2 separate regions of the Capsicum annuum genome follow, and region 1 is linked to region 2. The links are chromatin contacts, called in public Hi-C maps. All regions are on one chromosome and are shown on one strand. Each heading gives the region's core, a stretch centred on a gene start, on an enhancer-like site or on the middle of the called end of the contact. The rest is flanking DNA. Distances are from core to core; before and after follow the strand shown. Region 1 holds the start of LOC107845976. Region 2 holds the start of LOC107845978.

What was found. Hi-C and Micro-C count contacts between places; a contact is called where the count stands out from the background.
Region 1: a Hi-C map of leaf shows a contact between it and region 2, with 2.8 times the contacts expected there. The contact joins the promoter of LOC107845976 here to the promoter of LOC107845978 in region 2. A contact is called at or near these places in 2 of 5 Hi-C or Micro-C datasets (leaf and placenta).

The regions. Positions count from the first base shown.
Region 1 is chr10:164,655,216-164,660,597 of UCD10Xv1.1, reverse strand. LOC107845976 reads right to left here and starts at 1,391. Exons shown (of 4, transcript XM_016690503.2): 1 at 1,250-1,391; 2 at 1,050-1,140. The coding sequence starts at 1,118.
Region 2 is chr10:164,417,579-164,422,271 of UCD10Xv1.1, reverse strand. It overlaps LOC107845978, which reads right to left and starts at 1,426. Exons shown (of 3, transcript XM_016690504.2): 1 at 994-1,426; 2 at 1-346. The coding sequence starts at 336.

The DNA.
Region 1 (5,382 bases), core at 142-2,641, 240 kb before region 2:
CAAACATTCAATTGATCGAAAAAAGAACTTGATCAATCAAAAGGTCAATGATAAATTTGGGAAATTAACACTTAACAGGCTTTCTGCAATTGCCACAAAGTTTCCCTTTCTTTTTTTTTTTTTTTGGATAACTGTGGTGTCTGGTCCAACTTGTGTGCACCTCAACTAATTCCATGAAAAGTACCAGGTATCACTATCCACCAAGGCTATGATAAATGGGAAGACATCACCCAGTGTTTTTTGTCATGGTTCTCACCCATTTTGGTGACCACTAGGCCACATCCTTAGGTGCCAAAGTTTGCCTTTTCATTATCAAGGTTTTATCAACAATGTTAGTGCAAATAGGAGTTGTGCCATGAGCCTGAGAGACGAGCTGAATACGTGGAAGATCCAAAGTGAATACTTTTGGAAAATTTATTTCATAGAATAGAGAAATATTATTTCCAGATGAGAGATAAGTTTGGGTATAAACAACTAACTCCATGGATAAAAAGCAAAGCAAGATCCCTCAAAGACCTGAACAATCATTAAAATCAGTGAGAGAAAAAAAGCATTTCTTTTTGCACCTAAGGGTGTGGCCTAGTGCTCAATGAAGTGGGTGAGAACTATGAGGTCTTAGGTTGAAGTCCCAGCAGAGGCAAAAAACTAGCTGATTTCTTTTCATCTGCCTTAGCCTGGTTAGCCTTGGTGGACAGAGTTAATAAGGTACTTGTTGCTGGTGAGAGGTTGTAGATATCCCAGGAATTAGTCGAGGTACACGAAAGTGGGCCTGGCCTGGACACCACAATTATTAAAAAAAATCATTTCTTTTTTGACAATAAACTGAGTATATTACCCATTATCTTGCAAAAGATAATCACATAAAGTATTCCTAAACAGTGTTACGAAGAAAGGAACCTAAAACTTCAAAATAACACAGCTTCTCAAAATAACACCCTAGCATTTTTCCTCAAACACTACAAAAACCCTTATAAACAACCCCAAACAACTCAAAAATCGAGGTTATCCGGATCAGATGACAAATTTATTACGACAACATAAAAACTCACGAAATTCGCGTAGGGTCGACTGATTCTTGGTCCAAAAGACAAAGTTTGGAAATTCGAAGCCACTTCCATTCAACTCATAAACTGTTCAACTCTGTATATGGTCCAACAAAGACAATGAATCATCAGTTACAATAGCAATAATATATAGAGAGAGAATAATAACAAGGAGAAGAATTTAGTGGAAATTTAAATTAAATTACCTGTCAAATTTTTGGTGGAAGAGGACAGGGAGCTCTATCTTATTACATGTAAGTGATTTGACTTTGTATTATCTCCAGGAAGGTCACCAAAATGCAACACGACAAACAAACAAAATGGATAGTAGTTGGGCTTACAAAAAGAAGTTCAGGAAGGTCACCAAAATGCAACACGACAAACAAACAAAATGGATAGTAGTTGGGCTTACAAAAAGAAGTTCAAACTTTAGTGTAGTTTGGACTCTTTTAAATGGGCTCATAATTCAGTAAAATTACCTAACTAAACAAACCGAACAACAACAACAACAACAAATCCAGTAGATTCTCACATGGGGTCTGGAGAGGATAGAGTATACGCAGATCATACCACTACCTCTAACGAAGTAGAGAGGCTGTTTTCGATAAACCCCGGCTCAAGACAAAGGACAGTATATAAAAACATCAAAAGCATGGAACACGATAAAAAATATAGATACGACATCCACAAAAATATGCAACACTGCCAAACAAAAGACATCCAAGCCCTCCTACCTACTTACCACGACTCATTCACCCACCTTAACCCTCTATCCTAATGTTTTTCCTCCATTCCTTTCTATTCAGGGTCATGTCCTCAGTCAACTATAACTGCTCTATGTCACATCTAATCACTTCCCTCCAGTATTTCTTAGGTCTACTCCTACCCCACTTGAAACCATCCAAGGCCAACCTCTCACACCTACGAACCGGGGCATCTGCGGCCCTCCTCATCACACGGCCAAACCATCTCAACCTCACTTTCCACATTTTATCCTCTACCGACACCACTCCCACCTTCTCCTGAATAATTTCAGAGGAAATTACATAGCGTTTCTCAAAGTGTTCGATTTTAATTTTTTTTTTACTTAAATCTAATATTTATAAACACGTGATTTTTTATCTTCTCCAAGCTTTAATCTATTTTTGATATTAAGTATTTATTTATGTCAAAATATTATCTTTAAGTTAAAGATTTTAACTCTTATTTCATTTTTAGTAGGTTTCTTTGAAAATTGTGAAAAAGATTTTCTTTTAAAGATAAGAGTTGAATTTTAGGAAATGTTTTATTTTTATTTTTAAATAATAAAAATATTCTCAAAAAATATATTTTATTTTGGTTTAAATTTTTAATAAAATCAACAATAACAACAATATACCCAGTGTATTCCTACATAGTAGGGTTTGAGGAGGGTAGAGTGTACGTAAACCATATCACTACCTCAGGTGAAGTAGAGAGGTTATTTTCGATAGACCCTCGACTTAGGACCAGTAACAGTATAACAAACACAAAACATAAATGCATATAAACTAGTACAGTATACAAAATAAACTAACACCGCTAGCCACAAGATAATACTAAAAATTATCTATTCGAAACCAAAGACATCACTCAACACCATGAACAAGAAACTTCAGACACAAATAAAGAACACTCCCCTGTTGTTACCGACGTACTCTCACCCTCTAACTCTCTACCCTAATCCGCATCCTCCATACCTTCCTATCAAAGGCCATATCCTCTGTAAGCTGTAACTGCTCTATATCATCAGTGGCGGAGCCAGGATATTCACGAAGGGGGTTCATAAGTGAACATACGAACTAATCGAAGGGGGTTCAACATCTAATATATGTACATAAAAATTTTTTTACCATACATATATAGCATAATTTTTTGCTGAAGGGGGTTCGGATGAACCCCCTTGGCAAAGGGTAGATCCACCACTGCATATCATGCTTAATCACCTTTCTTCAATATTTCTTCAGCCTACCTCTACCCCGCCTAAAATCATTCATAGCAGTGTCTCACACCTCCGCAATAGAGAATCAAATCCCCTCCTCATCACGTGGTCGAACCAACGTAACCTCACTTCTCGCATTTTATCCTCCGCAGAAGCCACTCCCTCCTTCTCCCGATTAATCTCATTCTTCACCCTATCTTTCCTGGTATGGCCACACATCCATCTCAACATCCTCATCTATGCCACCTTCAACTTTTGAATGTGGGAGTTCTTAACTGGCCAACACTTCACTTCATACAACATAGTCGATTGGACTGTCACTCTATATAACTTACTTTTAAGCTTCGGGGGCACTTTTTTATCACATAAAACTTCTGAAATGAGCATCCAATTCAACCATCCTTCCCCAATACAATGCGTGACATCGTCATCAATCTCACTATTACCCTAAATCATAAACCCTAGATACTTGAAATTCTCCCTCTTCTTAATGGCCTGAGAGTCAAGCTTCATCACCACGTTAGCCTCCTACGACAAATCACTAAACTTACACTTCAAGTACTCCGTCTTGGTCCTGTTCAATCGAAATCCTTTAGACTCAAGGGTCTGTCTCCAAATCTCCAACTTATAATTAACTTCTCCCTTAGCCTCATCAATCAGTACCACTTCATCAGCAAGTAACATACACCAAGGCATTTTCTTTTGAATATGTCGCGTCAAAACATCTATCACCAAGGCAAATAAAAAGGGGCTAAGAGTTGATCCCTGGTGCAACCCTATCAAAATCAGAAAGTTCTCCAAATCACCACCTACAGTCCTCACCCGAGTCTTCGCACCATCATACATGTCCTGAATCTACCTAGTGTATGCCACGGGCACCCCTCTAGCCTCCAAGCACCTTCACAGAATCTCTTTAGAAACTCGTCATATGCCTTCTCAAGATCCATAAACACCATGTGCAAGTTTTTTCCTCTCTCCCGAAACTGTTCCACTAATCTCCTCACAAGGTGAATGGCCACAGTAGTCGAACGACCTAGTATGAAACCGAACTGATTCTCAGAGCAAGTCACAATCCTTCTTAGCCTCAACTATACCACCCTTTCCCAAACCTTCATAGTATGACTCAGTAACTTAATACCTTTATAGTTGTTGCAACTCTGAATATTTATCTTGTTCTTATATAATGGAATCATCGTACTTCACCTCCATGCTTCAGGCATCTTCGCCGCCCTAAAAATGATATTAAATAACCTTGTCATCCAATCTAAACCTGCCCTGCCAGTGCTCTTCCAAAAATCCGCTAGAATCTCGCTTGGCCCCATCGTCCTACCCTGATACATCCTGAGAATAGCCCCCTTGACCTCCTCAAACTTGATACACCTACAATAACCATAATTGCGACACTCTTTAGATTTCTCCAAGTCCTCCAATATGAAACTGTTGTCCCTCTCATCATTCAAAAGTTAATGAAAATAGGATTGCCACTTCTTCCTAATGAGGGCATCCTCAACCAACACTATACCATCCTCTCCCTTGATGCACTTTACTTGGTCAAGGTCACGAGCCCTTCGCTCCCTAGCTTTGGAAAGCTATACAACTTTTTATCCCCGTCTTTCTCCTCTAAAGCCGCATACAAACTCTCAAAAGTTGTTGTCTTAGCCGTCGTAACCGCTAACTTCGATTCTCTTCTAGCTACCTTATACTCTTTCTTATTCGTCTGCCTTGCTCTCAACCAACTTAGCATAAGCCACATTCTTAGACCCCACCTTTCTCTTAACCTCTTCGTTCCACCACTAGTCCCTTCGATGCTTGCCAGATCGACCTCTCGAGATACCCAACACCTATCTAGCGGTCTCCCTAATGCAACTGGCAGTCGTCTCACACATACTATCTACATCTCCTCAACTCTCCCAAGCCCCCATACTCTTCAACTTCTCACCCATCTCCATAGCACTAGCCAACGTCAAACTACCCGACTTAATCTTGGGCCGAGCCTTCACACTCCTCTTCTTTCTGCCCTTATTGATTACCAAGTCCATCACCAACAACCTATATTTAGTCAAAACATTCTCGCTAGGTATGACTTTACAGTTTTTACATAGTGCTCTATCACTCTTCCTAAGGAGCAAAAATTTTTAATAAAATAAGCTAGTAATTTTATTATTCTCTTAAATATATTTTATTTTAGACTAGTTTGAAACTTTTATTATATTTTCTTAGTATAGAAATCAATTAGACAATATTTTTATCATTACTAAATTTTATCAAAAAATAATAAAAAAAGGATCTTATCCTAATAAACTGCCCATTTTCACATCCCCTCAACCTCTCTCACATCCCTATCTTAGAAAACTCCCTCAACTTTCCAACACTCACCAC
Region 2 (4,693 bases), core at 177-2,676:
AGCACAATGCTTATGTGCAGCAGCCAAATCGTCTTTACATGAACATCCCAATTCAATAGCAACTCCAGACTCATTTCCTGAACTCATCAAACTCAAATGGCAAATTCTGCAATCTCTTTCAATTTCCCCCAAATGCACCTTACTTTCATCCGCTCCATTTTCTATATCAACTGAACCAGCACACTCACTGGCACGTGCGTAGGTGTAATCATCTTCATGAGACCCGTCAGCACTGACATAAAACTGAGAACAAGAAGAAGCCTTGTCACTGATGGAGCCTCCGTGACTGTGTCCGGGGCACTCTAACTCCACCTCAGGCAGCTCTACTCTTGCCATTTCAATGACACTGAAACAGAAAATTCAAGATTTGATTCTTATGATACACTTGCATGAGTAAAGACTTGTGTCTCTATAAATATGAAGAATTTAGCAAAGTGTGTTGATGTGTTTGGTGGTATATTAACTCAAACATCTTAAAGTTAGCAGCAAAAGAAAAAAGAGAAGAAGAAAATGCTGAAAAGAGGGGGGAAAAGAACAATAACGTAAAAGAGAAAGGCTCATGGTTCTGTTCTAATAGCTATGAGACAGGGGACCTACACCGCTGGGGTCACACAGGGGATAGTGAGATGTGATGTGATTATACAGCAGTAGCAGTAGTTGATGGAATTAAAAAATAAGTAAAATTTAAGTTATACTAGAAGCGGAGTCAGAATTTTAAAATTATGATAATAAGTACATTAATAGATTTCTTAAAATATGTACAGAACTTTCACTAAAGCTACTGATTGAATCCTAAGATATATTCTAGCTCCGGTCCAAAAGTCGAAGATCTCAGACCCATAAAATACACTCTAGCTCTGCTCTTGAAGTCGAAGATCTCGGAGGTGCTGTGTTTTTATTTCTTTAAAATGTCCCGTAACAGTAAGTTTTTTAAAAGATGCAGAATCTGAAACTGGTCACAAGAGTCAATATTCTGAAAGTGACGACACTTACCAAAATGTGTCTTTTTAGTACATTCACATTCTCACTAAAATGTGAGTTTTAAGCCTGAACTTGAGATCCAATCCGATGGACATAACCACAGTATTTTTTAACTTCAGTTATGTCGTAGGTAGGACTGGCAACGGACCGGAACCGGTACCGCCGGACTGGTTTGACCGGATCCGGAACCGGTACCGGAGCTTCCTTACCGTTTTACGTCATCGGAACCGGTGTTACCGGAACCAAAATATTGGAATTTTCCCCTTGTTCAGACCGATCCGCTGGCTACCGGTGTGGAACTGGATCGGACCGAAGTGACACCGGAACATAACGTACTGCTGCAGTGTCTATGCATCCATCTAAGGGTTCTGTTTGAATTAGAGATAGGGTTCTGTTTGAATTCTATCGATTTTATTAATATCTAAATTGTCTATAATATTTTTGGCGTAAATTTTCTATTTCTTCGACGGATAAATCTTCCGGAATTGGTCATTTTCCTTGTTCTTCCATTCCGTCGTTACTATTTTCTTCAAAAATTTCATCTATTTCGTCTTCAATATGGGGCGATAATTTGGGGAGCCCAAAATTTCTTTGTTCGGCATTGATCCAATCTCTAAATAATATCGAAATCTTCAAACTATCCCTTGCTAACGAATATCGATGATCTCATATTATAAATCTTCCTGCGCTGAAAGCTTGCTCCGAAGCAACTGAAGAAGCTTGAGTTGATAGCAAATCTCGAACCATTCTTGAAAGTTTTGAAAATTACCTAATACGGGTCTTCCACCATGATAAAAGTTGTTGTTTTTCATTTTCATCTCTAATACTTTTTCGATCCTGCGAAAAATACAAATCAAAATCATTACTCCTACAACATTGAAGACCAAGTTCTTCGTCCATCTCGTCATCTAAATCATCATATCTACATCTAGAAATAGTAGGTTCGATCATCCCAATATTTTGTTCCATAACTTGATACAAGTCATATAAACTCTCAACGGTAAGTACTATGCTAGCACAACAAGTTTCAACTGATGGCTTTTCACGAGGTCCATTTTCTAAATTGTTGTATAATTTTCTAACCAACATCACTGTACCATGTTCTTTATAAAATGGGTTGAATAAATTAGTTGTTAAAAAAATTTGTGGAATATTTAAATAATATTTTTAAAATTTTTCAAACATAGATTCAATTGCCTCTTTGTAGGGGCATAATTTTTTATATTCAGCAAGTGTACTTTAGAAATAGCAGTAATAGTTACTAAAATAGAAGAAATAGTTAGAGTATATTGAGCAGATACTGTTTCCGTAGCTTATGTAAAGTTTTCAAAATTTTACAAACTTCTTGTATTGCAGTCCAATCATCTTCATCTAACATTAAATTAACATCATCATTATAAGCATTATAAACTAATTGTATAGGTTTACAATATATAAAAGCAACTTCAAGCATTTGAAACAAAGAATTCTATCGAGTAGGAATTTCTTTTGGAACTTTTCTATATGGAAGTTCACATTGATTACATTTATATTTAAAATCATCCATTACAGCCTTTCTTTTATTTTTAAAAATATAACTACAAGCAATTCGAACTTTAAGACAACCATTTTCAAACAAATAAACACCTTCATGTACTACCAAATTTAAAATATGTGCAGCACATCTAACATGAAAATGATTTTCATCCATAGGACATAATTTAGTTTTTAACTTTTCAATAGCTTTCAAATTATTAGAAACATTATCTAATGTGCGTGTCATAGGTTTACCAATAAATCTAAAATATTTCATGCTCTCCGCTATTATACTAGCTATATACATGCCGGTTTTAGACTCATCAACATATTTATAAGCAATAATTCATTTTTTGCATGTTCCAAGCATGATTAATCCAATGAGCCGTGAAAGTAAAACAATCATTACCGATAACACTACGACTCATATCAGAAGTAACAGATATTCTACCATCAAATTTATCAAATAAGCAACGAAGAAAATGACAATGTTCAACTTGAAATTTAAAAATATCATTTTTAATAGTATTTCGTGAAAAAACTTTAAAAGAGGAATTATATACTCGTTGAATATGAATATAATGAATAAAATCGGGATGCGAAGGAAAACTAAAAGACAAACACATAACAGCAACCATTTTCGCTAGTTCTTCTCTATCTACATCTTCACTATATGTCGATGATGAAATTGCTTCAGCCTGGTTAAACATGTCTAAAAGCGTTTGAATCATATTACCTCCTACAGATTCATGCACAAATTGTGTACCATCTTTTTTTGCCATAGCCTCATTTTTTAGACGAACAAATTCTTTATTACATCTCGTCAAATGCGAAGTTAGCAATCCTGTCCCACCATTTTTTTTCCTGGTCAAATGTTTAAAAACTTGCTTGCATTTATTGCAAGTAGTAGTACTTTTTACCCTATCATGCTCCATAAATTTCCAAACTAAAAACCTTTTAGTACGTTTGATACCTTTGACCCTAGTAAATTCCATTAACAGAGGAATTTCTTCACCGTGTTCTAATAATTTCGCAACCGGACTAGTAGGGGTAGGGGTATCACCTAACTCTTGTTCTTCTATATCATCTTCCTCCGGTAAGTCTTCCTCAAAATTATTATAACACCTACTTAGGGTCTCATTATCTAATTCCATACCGATACCAACATCAAAACCATTAGATTGTGATAAAGAAGTTTCATTAAATCTAGACGGTAATGAACTAGTAGTAGTACTAGCCTTACTTTTTTTATTTCTACGAAAAATCTTACCAAAGATTGATTTTTTACCACTACTATTTTTTTTTAAATCCATAATTTAAATTTAAATATTAAAACAAGCAATACAAATATTATAAATTAAAAAATTAATGTAAGTAAACAAATGTAGATACTAAAAAATAAAAATATAAATATTAACGTAAATAAAAAGAGATTAAACTTGGAACAAATATATCGAACGTCTACGTAAAAGCAGACGTATACCAAATATCGGAATTAAAAGATGATAATTGAAGCTTGTAATATCTTCAACAAATCTTCAACTCTAACTAATATAATAATTGAATCTTCAACTCCAACTAATATAATAATTATAAATATTTAGAGAGAATGTGAAAATATTAAGAGAGAGTATGAGAATTGATAATATTAGTGTGAAAAATGAATTGAAATAAAGGATATTTATAGTGAAAATTTTATTGGGTGGTGTAGGGTAATTGAGAAGGGGGTTGTTTAAACAGCTACAAAGCAACGGCCAAAAGAGCCGTTGTCAGTGCCGTACCAGATACCTGCCCATTTTTTAAATAAAAAGGGCAGATATTTAAGCGTCTGACGGATTGAAAGAGGTTAACCGGTATTGGAATCGGAACTATCGGATTTTTTCGAAGGTTCGCACCGGTAACGCTATCCAGATCATTGGGTACCAGTATACCGGCACTAACCGGTACCGTGGCATTATCGGTAATGGAACCATGCCGAAATCGGAGTTGGCGGAACGTAATGGAATTTTCCGGTTCCGTTGCCAGGCTTAATCGTAGGTAATCTCGCACATAATTGTCCCAGAATTCGCCTTCCAATTTGAGTAAAGAAGTGTGTGAAGAAAAATCCCACCCCATATATCATCCCACCTGCACCCCACTCCCCAACCCTATCTCACCTCGTTGGATAATATTTCTTTTAAGTTACCAAATATTAAAA